2 separate regions of the Bos taurus genome follow, and region 1 is linked to region 2. The links are chromatin contacts, called in public Hi-C maps. All regions are on one chromosome and are shown on one strand. Each heading gives the region's core, a stretch centred on a gene start, on an enhancer-like site or on the middle of the called end of the contact. The rest is flanking DNA. Distances are from core to core; before and after follow the strand shown.

Region 1 (2,952 bases), core at 230-2,729, 140 kb after region 2:
GGTTCAATCCCTGGTTTGGGCAGATCCCCTGGAGAAGAGAATGGCAACCCATTCCAGTATTCTTGCCTGGAGAATTCCATGGACAGAGGAGCCTGGTGGGCTACAGTCCAAGGGGCCACAAAGAGTCAGACATGACTGAGTTACTTTCACTTTCATAATTTTATTCAGAGTTGTCAGATAAATTAGCCAGATATTATTAAATATACTTTTAGATGCTTAACACTTTCCTGAAGAAGAATATTTGAGGCATCTTACTTTTCTCTGTGGACTAGATTATGAAGCTCTTTAACTTGAAGTTCACTATGCCTTATTTCTTAATCAAAATCTAGCTAAGTCTTGTTCCCAAAGACCCTAAAGGGATGCTACGAGAATAAATGATGCAACTGGGTGCAGGGGCTGAAAACAAAGAAGCCCAATAAATATCTGCTGAATGAATCCTTATTTTGTTCATTATGATCGCCATGGGGAGCCTGGGCTTCCCTAGTGGCTAATACGGTAAAGACCTGTCTGCATACTGCATTAAGGCAAATTCCTACTAACGTGTAATACCCCAGGAATTTTGAGAAAAATATAAAACCTCGACTTATTTCTTTTACATAATAATTCAAGTGAACCGTCACGCTCAAGTTTTTGCATGGAGACACAGCGGCTGGAAACGACCAAGCGGTTAGCGATCACTTTGCCGCATAACGTGGGTCTGTCCTGACAGCAAACTAACTGTGCGAAGAACTTCAGGCAGAGACATCGACTCCCTCGCGGCAGCATAACCCCACCCAAGCCATCTCCCGTGGGCAGGAGCCCTGATCAGCTGCGGCGCGAAGGGCCGCGCCGGGAGGTGCCAGGGGACCTGTTTCCCCCCCCAAGTGGGCCAGCGGGGCCCGTCCCCGCCCCGGCGGCGCAGAGCTGACTCAGAGAGTGGAGAGGGAAAGGAAAGCGCCTGCCGCGGTGTCCACTCGGTCGCGCTCCCCACCAAGTAGGGTACCGATCTATGCCCTCGCCTCGGGATCACCTCCTTTCCAAACCAGAGAGAGCCGCAAAGCAAGCGAAGCCTCGCCCTCCCCATCATTTGTATCAATGACAACCATTCCCTTGAGGCGCTAGTCGCTTTAGTTTCCAAACATCTTTGACATATGGCCCCGCTGCCTCTCGAGAGGCAGGTCACCAAGTGTCCACTCTTTAAAAAGGGGAAACCGAAGCACGGGAGTGGGAGGGGTTTCTGGGGGCTTCTGGAGCGAGGGTGGGGAAGAGGTGAGAAAGGTTCCGCAGCCCCTCCCCCCGCAACCCTACTAGTCCCCGCGCGCCTTCCGAGCAGCCGGCGGGACAGCGCCTTCCCGCCGCTCCCGTCACTTCGGTGTCGCCTGCAGCGCGACCCCCCAACCCAGCAGCCCCGGCGCTGGCCACCGGGGCCAATACCTCTAGCCATGACCCTGCTCTGTCACCGCCTAGGATCTCCCGGGAAACGCAGCTTTCGAAAAAAGTTGCAACAACTGTAGCCAACTGCTCCGCCGGGTCCCGGCTGCTGCCCTGATTGGCGCCGCTGCCCGTCTCTTCTCAGGCTGCCCGCCGTGATAGGCAAACTCTGGAGGGAAAGCCCGCCCTTTTCCCCGCCTCCCCAGCGGGGGCGGGGCGAGCGTCCGCACTTTCTACAAACGCTTTCGGAACAGGTCTCAGCGGAGGAGGAGGGAGGGGGTTTAAATTTTACCGTCTCTCCGCGTTGATTGGCTGTGCTGGAAGGGGAGCTGCCCTGCCATTGGGGGGCTCCAAACTCCTCCCTCTGGCGGTGCTGAAGCTCCGCCCCGGGGAGATTTAGTCACGCGGCTGGCGGCCCCGGCTCGGTGTAGAACCACAGGGGACTTCCGGTTTTTCTCGGGTTTGACCGGAACCCGACCTTTGACCCCTCGACCCCCCCTTATGGGAAGCTTAGCCCCCAGCAGTTTAACATCCGAACCACCTTTACCTTTTCAGCAGTTTAATCCATTCATTCCTACCTTGCAAGGTTTATGGAGTCTATTCTTCCAGTATACAAAACCCGCGGGCAGAGTTCTTAAACTGACTTGAATCAGCCTCCCCGAACCAGGGCGATCCTAGCCCAACATACCCCAACTGTTTTACAGATGGGGAAACAGAGGATCAGAAGGAACAGGTAACTCACTTGCTGCCCAACGTCACGGAACAGTTTATTTCTGGGTCCTGGATCAGTCTTTTGAGTCCTAGTCCACTAGAGGGCTTCCCTCACCCCAGGGAAACAAGCCTGCGCCTTTCCCCACCCAGAGGAGCCTCGGTCGGTTAAGTCCCTGAGAAGCACAGGTATCCTAGGTATTCTTTGCTTTGAACACAGATGAGGTGTTCAGTTACAGCTCTTCGCTGGGGATCCTTCCTGGAGATAGGAGCAGAGGTCCATTCTCTCTCTTTGGTTCCCGAGATGATTTTGGAATCCCCACCATTGCCCAAGGACCCTATCATTTGCACCAGGAAAGTAGAAGAGCAAAACAAGGTGATATATGTGAAAGCACTGGGGAAAGTAGGAAGCAACACTTGTCACTCACTGTGCTTTTTGGTATATCATTTCAGCTCTCTGGTCCTCAGCTTATCCAGCTGTCAAATGATGGAGTCATCTGTGATCTGCCAGATTCCTTCCAGCTTCCATAGATATACAGAGGTTTTTACTTTCACTAAAATGCATTAATTCAACATTTATTGAGCTGTTTATTGGCTCTGTCCGATTCCCCAAGGACGCAGTGGCAAATAAGACAGATGCCTAAATTTTTTAGGAAAGAAATAAGAAACCACTTTTTAAAGGTAGTATTAAGGGGCTTCTCTGGCAATCCAGTGGTTTAGATTTTCACTTCCAATGCAGGGGGCACAGGTTTGATCCGTGGTCAGGGAACTAAGATCCCAAATGCCATGGGGAGCAGCCAAAAAAAATTTAAACAAATTTAAAGATAATACTGA
Region 2 (3,226 bases), core at 661-3,160:
TTTATAAATTCCTTTATTATCAGGTCCTGTAATCTGGAGGCAGAAGAGAAATTCATGAGATAACTCAAAAGATTCAAAATAATAAATGAGGAGGGAATAAATTGGGAGATTGGGATTGATGCAGATATACTACTGATACTGTGTATAAAACAGATAACCTAATGAGAACCTATTGTACAAGGAACTCTACTCAATACTCTGTGGTGACCTAAAAGGGAAGAAAATCCAAAAAAAAGGGATACATGTATACCTATAGCTGATTCACTTTGCTTTACAGGAGAAACTAATACAACACTGTAAAGCAACTATACTTCATTAAATAATAATTTTAAAAATAAAATTGTTAAGTGATGTCTACTGACAGCCAAACATTCGCTAGGAAAAAGGAACCTCAACGTCCATCCACTTCAGTTAGTGACAGTGATCTCTTTGGGCTACAGTTCTCCCATTTAAGAAACAAGGCTCCCTGAATACCTTTCAACTCTGACTACATTTGTCTTAATTTTCCAACTTAATAAAGCAATCAGAAACAGAAACCACACCATACACTTGTCTTCAAGTGGCCCAATACCACCAACAAATATGTAGCTATTAATATCAAAACAACAAAAAAGAAATCTCTTTTAAAACTAAGAACTTTGAGTAAGCCTACACATCGAGGTTTTTCCTGACTGATTACTGCTTACTGGTAAAGGAATCTGCTTTATCTTATATGCCTGAAGACTTAAGGAAAAAGACTAGCCTGGAAATTCAGAGACCCATGTTCTCATCCCAGTGTGCTCGAAATCAGTCGTTAGACCTTGCTCAAGCAGTTCCTCTTATGAAGCCCGTGCCACCTGCAGACTGAAAGACCTGTCTCTTAAGAGCTTAGCTAATTTTAACAGTTATTACCTCCATTATCCCCTTATTTCTGAACTTCACTTGTTTGTGTAACTCTGCTGACGTTAACTGTTAGATGGAAAAACCCATAGAGACAATTAACCATGCTAACCGGTAGGTTTAAATATTCATTCCACCTGGTTTCCTTAAAAAAGTTAGAAGCGAGTAATTTTTTTTGGCTTAAAGAAAATGATATAGGACAAAATTTAGGGACTGCTGGTTTCTTAAAACGATTTTCCGTTTTCTCCACAGATACTTTCACTGCAATCACTTCTAAAACGCATAACCCAACTCCACTCTCTTAATCAGAGATGACTAAACGAGGTATCCGAAGGCCTGCGTAAGAACGGGTTAACTCGGGTCGTTTCTACGAAAAATAAAGGCAAACACAACACGAACGTCTACCTAGCATTCCTCAACAGCTTCCGATTTACTTTTTCAGAAGTTTCCATGCCACGTCCCAACTTTAATTCGCGCTAGGAAGGGAAGCAGCTGCTGCCCGGATCGAAACCTGCCATCAGCTAAACAAGACTGTGTAGCGCCTCCTGGGCCCGGAGATGACACGCGGCGCCTGGTAGACAAAGCTCGGCGAGAGGTTCCAAGGGGAACCAGCCGTTCAAGCTGAGAATCCAAAGCAGCCAAGCAACGGTTCCATCTCCCGAGCAGAGCTCGGAAACCGGGCGGGTGCGAGGGAAAGGGACGTTAGGGGGTCGCCGGGTGGCGGCCCGGGCCCCTCCCAGGACTCGGATAGCTGCCTCCGGGTCCCGCTCTCCACGCTGGCCCCGCGCGGGCCCCGGGCGCCGCCAACCCCCGAGCGGCCGCGGGCCCCCGCCTCGGGCAGCGCGCCCGCACCTCCACGTCGATGTCCAGGAAGCCGCCCTCGGCCACCTCAAAGATGAGGCCCATCTTGGTGCCCGAGGTGACCCGCTCGAAGAAGCACTCCTCTGCATGCGCGTCAATGCTGACGAAGTAGCCCGAGGCCGTGGCCAGGAGGGCGGCCAGGAGCACCAGCAGCTCAGCAAGCGTCACCATGGTGGGGCTGGGGCCGAAGCCAGGACCGGGACTGCGGCCTCCAGAGCCGCCGTCGTCGCTGCCGCCACCGCTGCCTTCTCAGCCGCCGCCGCCTCAGCTCCGCCCCTTCCGGCTGCGCCACCCTAGGGGGCTGATGCGGGCGCCGCGGATTGGCGGGAGCCCGTAGCTGCCACGTAACGGACGCACGGCGGCCGCCGAGGGACAAGACTACTCCGCGTGTCTCGAGCCTGGACGGTGGCTCAGAAGGACCAGAAACCATCGTCTCCGTCACTACTTCCATTCACGTACTGCCTAAATTTCCGTGGGCCATGCTGCTGCTGCTGCTACTAAGTCGCTTCAGTCGTGTCCGACTCTGTGCGACCCCATAGACCGCAGCCCACTAGGCTCCTCTGTCCCTGGGATTCTCCAGGCAAGAATACTGGAGTGAGTTGCCATTTCCTTCTCCAACAGAAAGCGATAATATCAAGAAACCTCCTCTGCCTCATGCGAGACACTCTTAGGATTATCCATAAAGACAGCGGAAGATTTGGAGGTAGCAATAGGAATATAAGGAGGAGATGGGGCTGAAGCCAAAGGGTTTGAACTTTTATGTTCAAAAAAAACCGGGGAAAAGACGGGGGTGCGTATAGATTGGGAAGGGGAACGAGGGAAACTTCTGCGATATTGGAAATATTATATCATATCGTCACTAAATGATGGATACACGAGTGTTTACATATGCTTTTTTTAAAAGCTCAAGCTATATACTTGAGTAGTGCTCCATATTTTTTGCTTTACTGTATGTCTATAATACAACCACATACACACAAAAAAATTTTACCTTGGCTGCTGCTGCTGCTAAGTCGCTTCAGTCGTGTCCGACTCTGTGCGACCCCATAGACGGCAGCCCACTAGGCTCTGCAGTTCCTGGGATTCTCCAGGCAAGAACACCAGAGTGGGTTGCCATTTCCTTCTCCAATGCATGAAAGTGAAAAGTGAAAGTGAAGTCGCTCAGTCGTGTCCGACTCTTAGCGACCCCATGGACTGCAGCCTACCAGGCTCCTCCGTCCATGGGATTCTCCAGGCAAGAGTACTGGAGTGGGGTGCCATTGCCTTCTCCACATCCTCCTAAATTAGAAGTCTCTCACCTCCCCAAAAGTCTTGCTGACACCCTGCAGCCCCTTAAATATTGCCAGCTACTAAGACAATTTTCCCCCCACCCTTTGCCTCCTGAGGTACTCCTACACATCCCTCAAAACCCACCTCAAATGTCAGCTCTAGACTTCCTCCTGCACAATACTAGCCCCTTCCTCTGTGCTTAGAGTTACAGTCATTC

Evidence for each region. A called contact is a pair of places that touch in the nucleus more often than the background predicts.
Region 1: a contact with region 2 is called in a Hi-C map of skeletal muscle, with 6 times the contacts expected there. The contact joins the promoter of KMT5A here to the promoter of TMED2 in region 2. A contact is called at or near these places in 3 of 11 Hi-C or Micro-C datasets (liver, skeletal muscle and an unstated tissue).

The regions. Positions count from the first base shown.
Region 1 is chr17:52,226,708-52,229,659 of ARS-UCD2.0, forward strand. It overlaps KMT5A (lysine methyltransferase 5A), which reads right to left and starts at 1,480. Exons shown (of 8, transcript NM_001046330.1): 1 at 1,414-1,480. The coding sequence starts at 1,423.
Region 2 is chr17:52,089,332-52,092,557 of ARS-UCD2.0, forward strand. It overlaps TMED2 (transmembrane p24 trafficking protein 2), which reads right to left and starts at 1,911. Exons shown (of 4, transcript NM_001159818.1): 1 at 1,732-1,911; 2 at 1-33. The coding sequence starts at 1,911.